2 separate regions of the Sus scrofa genome follow, and region 2 is linked to region 1. The links are chromatin contacts, called in public HiChIP or PLAC-seq maps. All regions are on one chromosome and are shown on one strand. Each heading gives the region's core, a stretch centred on a gene start, on an enhancer-like site or on the middle of the called end of the contact. The rest is flanking DNA. Distances are from core to core; before and after follow the strand shown.

Region 1 (7,489 bases), core at 1,382-3,881:
ACTGATGTGAAACAGAAAAAAGATTGAAAAGAAATGAATACAGTCGAAGAGAACCCTGGGACAACGTTAAACGCACTAAAATCCGTATTATAGGGGTGCCAGAAAAAGAGAGAGAGAAAGGGCCAGAGAAAATATTCAAAGAGGTAATAGTCAAAAACTTCCCTAACATGGGAAAGGAATCACTCACTCAAATTCAAGAAGCACAAGTACTGTACAGAATAAATGCAAGAAGGAACACACCAAGACACATATTAATCAAACTGACCAAAATTATAATTTTGTGAGTGGATAATCTAAAAAGGAGCACAACAACAACAAAAAATTTACATCACTCTACTAAGAGCCCACTGAGAGTGAAGAAAATATCAGCTCCCCTGGGCTGTAAAATCCCAAATCAGAGTCAACAAACTAATGGCCAAAGAGATGCATCTAATCTTCGCAGTTTTAATCATTCTGGTGAATTTCTACTATTTTTCAGAAATAATACTCACGAAATGAATATTTATTGGAAAAATAAATACTCGTAAATTCAGTAAATCTTTTCTTGGATAATTAAGGGCTCTACAATCATTTGGTACTGGAAACTTTTCCAAAGAAATGACAGGGATGTATATGACTTGGTTCGTCCAAAAGTCTCTGAACACTCAGAAGGTTTTGTCATAAAGATTAGTTTATTTCTTTTTTTTAAATACCACCACATTAAAACAAAAGTCATGGTCTATGTTAGGCTAAACCTAACCACTTCCAACAAAATTGCTGATAAAAGATGCCAAGTGAAATTAAGATATTTTTTGCTTTCTTGGTTTTTTAAATTATTATTATTATTATTATTTACTTATTTATTTATTTGTCTTTAGGTCTGCACCCGTGGCATATGGAGGTTCCCAGGCTAGGGGTCAAATGAGAGCTGTAGCCGCCAGCCTACGCCAGAGCCACAGCAAGGCAGATCTGAGCTGTGTCTGCGACCTACACCACAGCTCATAGCAACACCAGATCCTTAAGCCACTGAGCCAGGCCAGGGATCTAACCTGCGACCTCATGGTTCCTAGTCGGATTTGTTTCCCCTGCGCAACGACAGGAACTCCCGGGTTGTTGTTTGTTTGTTTGTTTGTTTGTTTGTTTTTAACAGGAATGCCTATAAACAATCTGACTACAAAGTCAATAGAAATTCAGCTACTCTAAAACCGGTAAGGGCCTATAAACTGGTAACGGTCCATAAACATACAGATGGCACAAAAATACAGATATATATATATATAAGAATTTATGTTTCTTTTTAAAAATCCATACCACTTACACGTCTTCAGATTTTGATCAATTACAGCCATCAGAAGCATAGGTATCATCTCACCAATAAACGCAAAGAAAGGTGAAATCTGATTGGCTGGTAATATTTAGGAACACTCAGTGGAGTTTTGAAATCTCAGTAACAAGAGAAGTATTTGATCACTGATGCCATGTCATTGATCCAAAAGTGTCTATGTTTGCCATCCTGTGCCCTTGGCTTTTCAAAAGTAGTAATTGTCTAAAAGTTACAGTTTGTAAGTAATAAATAGTTTCATAAATTCTCTGGCAGAGTTCCCATGGTGGCTCAGTGGTTAAGGGACCTGACTAGTATCCATGAGGACATGCGTTCGAACCTTGGACTCGCTCAGTGGCATTACCTCGTAGCTGTGGTGTACGTCGCAGACAAGGCTCAGATCCTCCGTTGCTGTGGCTGCGGTGGAGACCCACAGCTACAGCTCCGATTCCACCCCTAGCCTGGGAACATACGCTGTGGGTGCAGCCCTAAAAAAAAAAGAAAGAAAGAAACTCTGGCAAATGGACAGTGAATCCCACAAGGATCTCAGAAAAGGCCCCCGAAGCATAAAGAACTAGATGGAGAAGATAGGAAAGAAAGGGAAACCACAGAGATTTTAAAACTTGGGGAGAGAGAAATTTTATTTTAAAATTGTTTCAAAGGAAGAATGCGGGCATCTTTCCTTCTCAATTATCACCTACTCTAAGGAAAGGGCTTTCAGACTTCCAGAGTTTAGAATGCACAAAAATTTCAACATCCGCCTGTAACAAAAGGAAACCCTCAAGGAGGGTGGACCTTCCTATCCCTCTTCAGATCCTGCAACTGGAAATATGAACACAAGAAATACACAGCATCCGATTCAGTGGAGCTCGGGCCGGGGTTCCCGCGCGCCCCTATCTCCAGGCCCTCCTAACTCAAAGGGCACCCAACTTTTCCAAGCCGCTTGCCAAAGGTCCCAGCAACGACCCCAGGCCTCTCGGGCGCTCTCCTCGGCCTCGCTGGCGCCCCACAGCCCCTCAAGCCACGCCGCGGCGGCTCCTTGCTCCCTAGCCGGCGCCCCCTCCTCCCAACCGCCGGGTGGGGACACCTGCGCAGAGGGCGGGCGGGCGCCGCACCAGACCCGGCCCCGCCAGCCTGCCCCGGCCCGCCTGCGACTCACTGACCGGTTCGAGAAAGCCCGGCTCCGGCGGCGAGCGCAGCGCAGGACTCCTCGGCTTCACTTCGCTCCGCTGCGCCGCTGCTACCGCCGCCGCTCGCGCCTTTTGTTGTCGCGGGTTCTCCCGGCAACGGGTGAAGCCAGCCGCCGACGCAGCCCCGCCCGTCAGGGCGTCCCGCGGCTCCCCGGCGCCCCCCCCCAGCTCCGCCCCTCCAAGCTCCGCCCCCTGGACCCGCCCGGTCAGGGAAGGAGCCTAGAGCCGGCAGTCTGGAAGTCCGCCTCCCATATCCGCTCCAAAGTAAATGAATACCCAGGGACCCCTCAGAGTGCTGAGACAAAGTAACGCTCCACGAGTTGTAAAGTGAATATGAGAGTCACATTACTTTGGAATTTTATCTACCGATTCTATTTATTTTTACGGAAGCACAAAAATCCACATAACATAAAATGAACAGTTTTAAACTGTACAATTCAATGACGTTTTAGACATTCGCAGTGTTGTGCAACCATCACCTCTATTTACAAAACATTTTCATCACCCCCAAAAGGAAATCCCCATGCCTCTGAGCAGTCACTCCCCCAGTCACTGACAACCGCTATTCTGCTTTCTGTTTCTGTGGACTTACCTGTTCTGGGCATTTTGTATGCATGGAATCTGTGGCCTTTGTGTCCGGCTTATTTTGCGAAACAGTGTTTTCCTGATTCACCCATGTTGTACCATGTATCAAGACTTTTATTCCTTTTTGTGACAGAATATTTCTTTGTACAGACATACCACATTTTATTTATCCATTCATCAGTTAATGGACATGTGGGTTTTTCCATTTTGGGAATAATATGAATAATGATGCTATGAACATCATACACAAGTATTTAATTCATTTTTTTCAGTTCTTTTGGGTGTAGACCTAGGAATGAAATTGCTGGGTCATATGGTAATTCGATGTTCATCTTTTCCAATTTAGTTTTAAATTTCTCAGTGCCTCCCATTTTTAGTAGCACAATCTAAGCATCTTCAAAAAGCAGTCCTTTTTTTCATGAAACTTACAAGTGAAGAGGTAGGGGTGGGGGGGAAGCTGTTAAGTTATGAAATAGATTTTTTTTTTCTTTTTGTCTTTTTAGGGCTCCACACACAGCACATGGAAGTTCCCAGGCTAGGGGTCCAATTAGAGCTGTAGCCACTGGCATACACCACAACCATAGCAACGCAGGATCCGAGCCAAGTCTGCAACCTACACCGCAACTCATGGCAATAATGCCGGATCCTTAACCCACCTAATGAGTCCAGAGATCGAACCTGTGTCCTCATGGATGCTAGTCGGGTTCCTTAACCGCTGAGCCACTACAGGAACTCCTAAATTAGATTATTTTGAATTTTGAAAATTCAAAGATGTGAAAATGTTAATTATGTTGCATTTTTGGAATTTTTTTAAAAATTGCCCTTCATGACTGTAAATTGATAGGTCAGACTAGCCTGCTGACAAAACTGCAATGATGACAGTAACAATTTAGGTTTGAGAATCCCAGAGAAGACTAGGTAGCAAGTTTCAAGAGGCTACATGATGGCAGACAAAGTCAGCAAATGCATACCAGGATTAGAATAGAACATTTTCTGTTGCCCCCAAATTGGTGTCTGAGTACAGAGTTGAAGAGAAGGTGTCACTTAAGTTCCCCACATTGTAAAGTGGACACTAGTCATTGTCATCCCCTGCATCCCGAGGGTTTACAGCAGAATAAGGCTCATTCCATTGCAACTTCAGCCGTATCTCCTTTTATTTATTTATTTAAATTATTTTTTGCTCTTAGGGCTGCACCTGTGGCATATGGAAGTTCCCAGGCCAGGGGTGGAATCCAAGCTGCAACTCCCAGCCTATGTCACAGCCACAGCAACACCAGATCTGAGCCACATCTGTGACCTACACTGCAGCTTGCTAGCAATTCTAGATCCTTAACCCACTGAGCAAGGCCAAGGATCAAACTTGCATCCTCGTGGATATTAGTTCTGTTCTTAACCCAATGAGCCACAACAGGAACTCACCCTATCTCCTTTTAAAGCCCTTGTAATAATGGGAAAAAAATAAAAATCATCTAAAATTAAAAAAAAAAAACCCTGTAAACCAGCTATAACGGAAAAAAATTAAAATCATCTAAAATAAATAAATAAACAAAGCCCTTATAAGAGGGACTTGAGGTGCTTAATGAGAGTCATGGGGTCTTAGACCTTGTGGAGTTGGAAATAAAGGGTTCACAAGTGAGAATCTTCCTTCCTAAGTGAAAGGAGGCTCTAAGGATGACCTGGAGAGCCTGTAAGAGCAGCACCAAGAGAAACTGATCTTTTTGGAGTTCCTCATGGCCTAGCAGTTAAGGATCCAGTGTTGTCACTTGTGGCTTGGGTTTGATCCCTGACCTGGGAACTCCCTCATGCTGTGGATGTGGAAAAAAAAAAAATCTTGAAGTGAAATATGAATACATATCTTAGAATCAGTGAAATAGGACATACTCCTATATATTCATGAGTTTATTTGAGGGGGCCTCTATTCTGTTGCATCAATAAATTTATTCCTGAACCAATACCATACTGTTTTAATCACTATAGCTTTCCTGTATATTTTGCTGTTAGGAAGCCCTTCCTCGTTGTTCTAAATTATCTTGACTACTCTTGACATTTCTCTTCCAACAACTTTTGAATCAGCTTGACAATTTGCAGAAGAGAGTTCCATTGAGATTCTAAAATTGAATTGCAGGAGTTCCCATCATGGTGCAGCAGAAACAAATCTGACTAGGAACCATGAGGTTGCAGGTTTCATCCCTGGCCTGGCTCAGTGGGTTGAGGATCCAGCATTGCCATGAGCTGTGGTGTAGGTTGCAGATGAGGCTCGGATCCTGAGTTGCTGTGGCTCTGGCATAGGCCAGCATCTGTAGCTCCGATCAGACCCCTAGGGTGGGAACCTCCATATGCCTCGGGTGCTGCCCTAAAAATAAATAAATAAATAAAAATAAAATTAAATTGAAATTACAATTAAAGTTTTAAAAATTATAACACATTTTTATAAACAGAGGACAAATTTAAAGTGTAAGAACTTCATGCTTCTTTATGATAAAGATAAGATAGCTCTTCATGATAAAATCCCGTCTTCTTGGAGTTCTCGTCATGGTACAACAGAAACAAATCCAACTAGGAACCATGAGGTGTGGGTTCCATCCCTGGCCTCCATCAGTAGGTTAAGGAGCCGACGTTGCCGTGAGCTGTGGCGTAGCTTGCAGACTTGGCTCAGATCCAGCATTGCTGCGGCTGTAGATTAGGCCAGCAGCTACAGCTCTGATTAAACCCCAGCCTGGGAACTTCCATATGCTGCAGGTGTAGCCCTAAGAAAAAAAAAAGAATCTATAGATGTATGTGTAACTGGGTCACCATGCTGTACAGGAGAAAATTGACAGAACACTGTAAACCAGCTATAATGAAAAAAATAAAAATCATTATATTAAAAAAAATTTAAAAATCTACACTTCTTGACGTGGTATACATAGCCTTCTGTAATTTACTTTTTGCCCATCTTTCCAGACTCATCTCTGATATTTCTTGCCTCATATTTTAATCTCCAGCATCAGAAGACTATATATTATTTATTTCTATGTCCCTGTTGTTGAAATAGTCAGTGTTTAACACATAGTAAATATTAAGCTCATTGCAGAGATTCAATAAATATTTATGGAACTTAAAAAAAAATAGAAAACAGGAGTTCCCGTCGTGGCGCAGTGGTTAACGAATCCGACTAGGAACCATGAGGTTGCGAGTTCGGTCCCTGCCCTTGCTCAGTGGGTTAACGATCCGGCGTTGCCGTGAGCTGTGGTGTAGGTTGCAGATGCGGCTCGGATCCCGCGTTGCTGTGGCTCTGGCGTAGGCCGGTGGCTACAGCTCCGATTCAACCCCTAGCCTGGGAACCTCCATATGCCGTGGGAGCGGCCCAAGAAATAGCAACAACAACAACAACAAAAAGACAAAAGACAAAAAAAAAAAAAAAAAATAGAAAACAGGAGTTCCCTCGTGACTCAGCAGGTGAGGGACCCAACGTTGTCACTGCTCTGGGTCTGGCTACTGCTGTGGCAAGGGGTTGATTCTTGGCCTGGACAATTCTGTATGCCATGGGTGCAGGAAAAAAAAAAAAAATAGAAAGCAAGTAATTTGTTCAAGCCTACATTGCTGGTAAGTGGCAGAGGCAAGACTGAAGCCTATATGTTTCAGATGACAAAATCAACACTGCCTCCCCAAAGACTGAGTTGAGTGATAGCTTTCTACATAATGCACCCCTCCCCTATCCCTCTCTCCCTCCCTCTCTCTCCCCCCACATTTACTCCAATCACGATCCAAACATAGTCCACATGTAATATTTTGTTGACATGTTCCTTAATTCTTTTTTTTTTTTTTTTTTTTGTCATTTCTTGGATCGCTCCCACGGCATATGGAGGTTCACAGGCTAGGGGTCTAATCGGAGCTGTAGCTGCCAGTCTGCGCCAGAGCCACAGCAACGCGGGATCCAAGCCACGTCTGCAACCTACACCACTGCTCACGGCAACGCCAGATCATTAACCCACTGAACAAGGGCAGGGATCGAACCCGCAACCTCATGGTTCCTAGTCGGATTCGTTAACCACAGCGCTGCGACGGGAACTCCCTTAATTCGTTTAAGAAGTTACCCTCCACCTCTTTTTTTTTTTTGGCCGCATCCACAGCATGTGGAAGTTCCTGGCCAGGGATCAAACCCGTACCACAGCAGTGACCTGAGCCACAGTAGTGACACTGGATCCTTAGCCTGCTGGACCACCAGGGAACTCCTGCCCTTGATCTCTAAAAATTGTGGTAAAATACAATAACATAAAATTTAGCATTTGACCATTTTTAAGCATGTAGTTCAGTGTGTTAAGTGTGTTAAGTACATTCACAATGCTGTTCAACCAACCTCCAGAACTCTTTGTTGTCTTGGAAAACTGAACCTCTATACACATTAAACAACAATTCCCCATTCACCCTTTTT
Region 2 (7,489 bases), core at 2,342-4,841, 250 kb before region 1:
AAATACAATTTTAAATGATGTTTGTGATAATGATACTGAGGTGTTGTAATTTCCCTTAAGAAAAGGTTCAATTCTACTCAGTACAATATTCACATTATGTTTAAGTACACTAATATTTTCTAAAAAATTCAAGTGACATACACTGCCTGAATATTTTAGGGAACTGTATTTCAAAATCTTATAATCTAGAGAGCTACAAAATCCTAGAACAAGCTAATTAAAAGCTAGTATATGGAAGCACCCTTCCATTCTCTGCACTAACTTTAATCATTCACACACAAACAACAGCCTTCTGGAGGTATACTTTTTCAGAATAATGTATTAAGAAAATTTACATTACACAGAAACAGTGAAATAGATTTTAAATTACAGAAAACAGAATTTGCCTGATACAGTCTAAGCCTTCAATATTATCCTTTTGTAGGTCTCTTGCTACAATAACTAAAATAAAAAAGACTGATATTATCAAATGTTAGTGGGAATGTGGAGCAACAGGAACTCCGACGCACTATCAGTAGGACCGTAAAAGAGCACAAGCATTTTTTAAAAACATAGTTCCCTGTGAAACTAAACCTACAGCTACCCTATGACCCAGTCATTCCACTTCTAAGCATTTAACATGAAAGATACAAGCACCTGTCCAATCAAAAGATTTATACAAGAATGTTCATAGCAACTAACTGGAAACAGCCCAGGTGACCCTCAACTGGAAAATAAACAGATTACGGTGGTATATCCATACAAAGTAAGAATCATAGCAATGAAAAGGAACTGCTGATGATACACAAGGAGTCTCAAAAACACTAAGCTGAAAGAAAAAGCCTTACTCAGAGTACATACCCAATAATCCCACTTATGTGAAATTCTAGAAAAAGCAAAATGAATCCATGGAAGAAATCAAAACAGTGGTTAACGGAGGAGAGTCACTGAACTGACTGGGAAAGGGCAAGGGGGAAATTTCCTAGTCAATTATAAAGTTCTACAACTTGATAAGGCTTCGGATTACACAGGTGTATGTACGTGGGAAAACTCATGGAATGGCAATTGTGCGCTTCACCGCAAGTCAAATTTAACTAAAAAAAATTTAGGTTAAAAAAATGAATTCAGGTTAATGATAGGCACATTACTAAAGTGCTTTTTAAGAGTAACATGTACTAATGCTTAAAACTTACCCTGAAATGCATCCGAAAAAATAAAATTAATTGTATGACAGAGCAAATAAAGCTAGATACTAACTGTAGGCAATGGACACATGGTGTTCACTGCACAATTATTTCAATTTCCCTGTATGCTAGAAAACATAAAAACGTTAAGGAAATTTTTTATAGTTATATTGAGGGAAAAAAATATGGTGATTCAATAGGTGGTCAAAGTTTCTCACTTGATGCTACACACTCTACTTACTACTTGACAAAACACAACACCTTTCAGAATTATATATACAAATGCCCTAATCATTTATTGTTCCTAGGGACATTCACAAGTACGTTTCAGTAATTTTTGCTTCTTCATAAACTGTTCACGCTGAGATCAACTCAATAATTGTAGAAAATATCCTGAGACGTATATTCAATAAGCTAAAACAATGTGTTAAATTCCTCAAGACTATTAACTGCGGGATTTGTATTCCTGAACAGATTTTAAGTAGCATATTTGCATGTTCTCCATTAACTCCAATTTCGTTGTTATCCGACTGCATACGCTAATATCTGAATAACGCAGTTCTCCCACTAAAATCAAACAAAAAACCTCCCCAATGATTGGCATCTAAGCGATGACAAATACACTTTAAAAAAAGACCAGCAAATCGTCAATGAAAGTCATCCCCTCTTCTGTTTAAGCCTAGTACTAGCACTTAAGATATGGCTGAAAACAATTTCTACGTCATAGTTAATTTTTTCTTTAAAGATTGGAAGATGGGAAAATTTTCAGCACTCAAAACGCAGAACCAAATGTACACGTGCTCGTCATCCCCCAATCCACCTTAACCTGTAGGCAGGTAAAACAATGAGCATCCCCTTTTTTTTTTTTCACGAGACAAAATCGCAGACTAGGCTAAGGCGAACCCTAACCCAGACTCCACCCCGCCCGGAGCCAGGCGGCGGGTCCCTTTCCTTTGTGAGGAGCCAGAAGGAGGCGGCTGGGGGCGGGGAGCTGGAGGAGGAGGCTGGGGGTCTGTGGACGCCCGAAGAAGGAGCCGAGAGAAGCAGCATCTGTTCATCCCCCAAAAAGGCCGCGCGGCCCCCGCCACAAACCTGCGATGCCCCCAGGAGCAAACCCACGAACTTGGGTGTGATCGAATTTGGGATGAGACGCGGGAGAAAGGATGAGGGCACCTCCGGGGACGACCCCCACCACCGCCAAACCCTTGCAAAACCGTCTCCTCCCACGGCGGGCGGAGGTCCTGCCGCCATCCCCACTACGCCCCGAGCCTAGGGCGGCCCTCACCTGCTGGACTGAGCTATTCTCCGGCACTGCGAACTCCTCCTTCTCCTTCGGGGTCTTCACGGTGACTTTCATGATCTTGGGCTCGGCGGAGGCAGCGGCCGCGGGGGCGCCGGCACCTTCGGCCGCGGCGGCGCTGTCCTGGGAGCTCGGAGGGCTGCCGCTTTCACCATTCTCGGCCATGGCGGCGACGGCGGTGACTCAGGCGCGCAGGAGGGAGCGGGCGAACGAGGGGGAGCCAGGCGACGCCAGAGCCGGCCGGCCTGGGCAGCGGAGAATGTGGGGCACGCTGCCTCGGTGACAACGGGCGCAGGGCTGTCCTAGCGGGCGAGGGGCCGCGAAGCTTGGCGTGGACCCCGGCGCAGGCCCGGGTTGGGCGCTCGGCAGCCGCCGTGTGTTCAGATGCCGCTCGCTCACAGCGACATCCGCAGCCGCCGCCGCCGCTTCCTCCTCCCCGCCCCTCCCCCCCACGTCCCTCTGCCGGCGCCGCGCGGGGCACGCCGGGTAACGCGGCTGGAGACGTAGCCGAGTCATGCCAGGCCGGCGCCGCTTGGGACTCTGGCTGGCTTTTTTGCCCTTTCCTGCTCCATTGCTCAAAGCGTAGGCGCGTTCAGAATGAAGGACTAAAAACAAAGTGGGGTAGAAGAGGTCAGTTCATTTCTTTTTACCCCTTTCACCAAAAAATAAACTCGCGTGTTCTCGGGGAGACAGAAAGGGCGCAGAGGGATGACGTCACGGCTAGCGAAAGTACTGGAAAGGGGTATCGACCACTGGGCGCTGCGGCTGGAGATGCGCGTGCGCGCTGGTGGGCCAGGTAGTTTCCCCAACCCCCTCACCTTACACCCCCCCTCCCCCCGGTGGCGGTGCGCACCCCCTTAGCTCCCGTACCTGCTTTGCGTAGCCTGCTGCGAGGAGGGTCTAGAACAAATGCCCGCAAGGTGTTTCGTTGATTTTAAATGTGCTTGATTCTTACCCACTTGGAAGCTTTAAAACACTTGCTCTTATAGCCCGGTGCGCGAGAGTTGAATTATGAATTAATGGAGGAAAAAAATCCTCGTCCTAAGAAAAGGAAAATGGAGTACATGCCTGTAGCCACCTTGCGCAGTTTCGCGGAGTCACTGCTCCATGGCCAGAGCTTCCCACCCTCGGGTCAGTCCCGTTTGGTCAGGTGATCAGGCCACCTGTGTTGACAGTGGCCTCTCCTGCGTTGACAACCCTGCTAGTGCATCCTGGAGTTCTCTGAATACTATCCCCCCAAATGTTTGTGGCACAAGCAGAGTACCCAAGAAGTGCCCACCCAACTGGGACAATTTAATGAAGCTCAGGTGTTCATTTTATATTCTTTCAAATTAAGTTACTGCTTCATTTCAGACTTCAAGTGGCATTAAAGTTTCGAAGATTATATTCAATGAAACATGGGTACAAATAAGAAACAGTAAGTTAATTTCCCTCTAAAGAATTCTAAATTTGAAATGAACTTATCATCTGCCTTTGAAGATGACTTGCAAAGGAATGTACAACACAGGACATGAACTTTATTAACCAGTATTGCACAAGTGTAAACTCTGACACCCCACCATGATCCAAATATGCAAGGATACGTACTGTATTTCTGTTCTTAAGCCATCCAACTCTGTTCTGGTTATAAGTACTCTTACATGAAGACCACTTTTTAGCAGAGCTCCTTTGGAATCTCGGTCTAAGAGGAGCTCTCAAAGTGTAAATTGCAACATAGGCATCATCTGATATCAGCTACATTCCTGGCAGCTTGTTCAATAATAGCATGAAGAAGTTACACAAGGCTCTCTGCTAGAAGATGACTGTTTGTTTGTGTCTGGATGTGAGGTAATCATTACTTGTCAAGGTGGAAAGTTCTGCCATTGGAAAACCAATCATTTATCTCTAACCCTACACTTAGGAAAAATTTCTCTGTAATTATTTATATCTACATCAATTTCTACAAAAATTCTGATGACTATGCTCAATTTATGGAGTAATAGAATTTATCTGTAAGACTATGTAGTTAAGTAATTCATTAGAGCCCTTTTTGGATACAACTCTACCTTGTAAGAAACCATCGAAAGACTAGATAGTAGCTGTATCGGGCTTTGTGGACCATACATTTTCCATCTCAAATACTCAGCTCTGTGCTTGTAACAAAGAACAACTGCAGACAGTGTATGGGTAACTAAGCCTCCCTGTGTCCTGGTAAAACTACTTACAAAAACAGGCCTAGGATCTGATTTGGCCACAGGGTGTCTGAGGCATATTCTTTTGAACAATTTTTGTTTGTTAAATGATTGGTGAAACAAATATAAGAGCTGGAGGTCCTGTCGTGGCACAGCAGAAACGAATCTGACTAAGGACCGTGAGGTTGGAGGTTCAATCCCTGCCCTCGCTCAGCGTGTTAGGGATCTGGCATTGCTGTGGTCGTGGCTGTGACTGGCACCTGTAGCTCCAATTAGACTCCTAGCCTGGGAACATCCATATGCCTCGGGTGTGCTCCTAAAAAGAAAAAAAAAAAATTTCAAGAGCATATGTCATTCATTTTACAAACATTAATTGAGCACATTAATGTCCAAATACTATGTTGAGGATACAGAGGAAAATAAGAGTCAGTGTCTGCCCTCAAAAAAGAGGCAAGGGAGTTCCTGCATTGTCACTGCTGTGGCACGGGTTCAATCCCTAGCTCAGGAACTTCTGCTTTCTGGGGACATGGCAAAAAAAAAAAAAAAAAAAAAAAAAAAAAACAGAGAAAGAAAGGAAGTTGGATGGGATGGGTAATGGGTAGGAGGAGATGGAGTGAGGAGTCTCCCAGTACTCATTTCAGAGAGACAGCAGTGGGTGATGGCTTGAAGTGAGACCTTAATTCTCTGCTCAGGAATTGAACCTGGGCAGCCTGAGTGAAGACCAGGAATCCTAGCCACCAGAGTAGCTAGAGGCTTAAAGCAGAATTGCCCTCTTTCTTGCCCCCTGTCGAAAGCAAGAATGTTTCAAGAAGGCAAAGATTGTAAAAAATAGGTATAAAGTTTATTGTTGGAAACACAGTACAGTGTGTGGGAGAGCACACAGAGAATTTGTTTATCTAAGGCAGAAGTAAAGTGGTAATACACGCCCAAAGGAGTGAGGGTGCAGGTATAATATAGCATTATTAAAGTAAGTCACTTATATAGAACAGTTCTTCCAGGTCTTTGTCTTCCTTTGGCAATTACCTTGTTTTACCTTTTACACTTGACCTGACCCAGAGCCCTCCCTGATCTCCATGCACATCTTTTGGACAAAGTGGAGTCCAAAGCAAAGCATGGTGGAGAGGTTCTCTTGACTTATTATGACCTGGCATACCCTCCCTTTCTGACCCAGAAGGGTCTCTCTGTGCATGTATAGTTGGGGTCTCCCTGGCCCCAAGGACGGGAAGAATGTGACTTCTTGGTCTTTTGATCAAGCAGGGATTATTAGCCCCTCTTCTGATCCTGTCATTATCATTGTTTAACAAGTTCTCAGAAGACAAGTACCAGTTATTTGCCTTGTTCCTGTTGTTATTTCTATCTTGAAATATAGATAGGTGGCTGGTTGTAAATGTTTGTCCTGGAGCCCATCTATCTTCTGCTTCAAGAAGTGTAAATAAGAGGCTAGTTGCAAATTTCTATCCTAGAGCCCATCTACCTCCTGCCTCAGTACCATGCCAATAAGTATTTAATAAACACTCAAGAAAGCAAGCTTTGATTTTTTTAGCATGTGCCAGTTTCCTTGATATAATGCTACTTACAAAATGGCCAATCTCAAGCTACAAACTTGAGGTCGTTGCTCACAAAACTGCTGAAATTTTACCATTCAGTTCTCACAAGACAATGTGAGCAGCTCTAACTGGACATGTCTTTTTTTATAAGTCCCAATATTCCAACTTCAAGTTTAGAAATAAGATTTTATATAAATAAGATGTTTTTATATTTATATTAAATATAAATGTTTTTATATTTATATTAAATATAAATGTTTTTATATTTATATTAAATATAAATGTTTTTATATTTAATATTCATGGTAGAATTCTTCTTTGACAAAATGAGTCAGTCAATTCAATCAATCAAGAATTTATTGGAGGAGTTCCCGTTGTGGCGCAGTGGTTAACGAATCCGACTAGGAACCATGAGGTTGCGGGTTCGATCCCTGCCCTTGCTCAGTGGGTTAACGATCCGGCGTTGCCGTGAGCTGTGGTGTAGGTTGCAGACGCGGCTCGGATCCCGCGTTGCTGTGGCTCTGGCGTAGGCCGGTGGCTACAGCTCCGATTCGACCCCTAGCCTGGGAACCTCCATATGCCGCGGGAGCGGCCCAAGAAATAGCGAAAAGACAAAAAAAAAAAAAAAAAAAGAATTTATTGGAGTTCCTGTTGTGGCGCAGTGGTTAACGAATCCGACTAGGAACCATGAGGTTGCGGGTTCCGTCCCTGCCCTTGCTCAGTGGGTTGACGATCCGGCGTTGCCCTGAGCTGTGGTGTAGGTTGCAGACGCGGCTCGGATCCCACGTTGCTACGGCTCTGGCATAGGCTGGTGGCTACAGCTCCGATTTGACCCCTAGCCTGGGAACCTCCATATACCGTGAGAACAACCCTAGAAAAGAAAAAAAAAAAAAAAAAAAAAAAAAAAAGCCTAATAAAATTAAGGCCTAAGCTTCTTAGCTAGAAATTCAAGGCCTTCCACAACTAATTCCTGGCCTTTCAAGCTTCACTCCCATTACTCTTTATAGATATAGCCTGCTACAGTCAAGCATATTTATTATCATGTCTAGAAACATTTGTACATTATACTTCTCTCACGTAGGATCTCACATCACTACATCTGCCATGTGCCCATTATTACAGCCTTTTCTCTTTTAGAAAACACCCAAGCCTGCAGAATCATTTTTTCTCTGACCTTCATCATCATCATTTGTACCCTTCACTTAACAATTCATCACCGTCAATTACCTAAAACTATTTCTCTTGCTACCAGTCTAGTTCACACCTTCATTAATAATAGCCCAGATTGTAACAATAACCTCCAAAAGA

The links. HiChIP or PLAC-seq counts read pairs in DNA pulled down with a chosen protein or histone mark.
Region 2: a contact with region 1 is called in an H3K27ac HiChIP or PLAC-seq map of alveolar macrophages. The contact joins the promoter of UBQLN1 here to the promoter of KIF27 in region 1. A contact is called at or near these places in 1 of 5 promoter capture datasets (fetal liver) and 1 of 2 datasets of contacts at active chromatin or transcription factors (alveolar macrophages).

Annotation. Positions count from the first base shown.
Region 1 is chr10:31,021,275-31,028,763 of Sscrofa11.1, reverse strand. KIF27 (kinesin-like protein KIF27) reads right to left here and starts at 2,631. Exons shown (of 19, transcript XM_021064656.1): 1 at 2,464-2,631.
Region 2 is chr10:31,272,018-31,279,506 of Sscrofa11.1, reverse strand. UBQLN1 (ubiquilin-1) reads right to left here and starts at 3,591. Exons shown (of 12, transcript XM_021064658.1): 1 at 3,334-3,591; 2 at 2,449-3,068. The coding sequence starts at 2,628. It overlaps LOC110255669 (a long non-coding RNA gene), which reads left to right and starts at 2,961. Exons shown (of 2, transcript XR_002336308.1): 1 at 2,961-3,093; 2 at 3,817-5,195.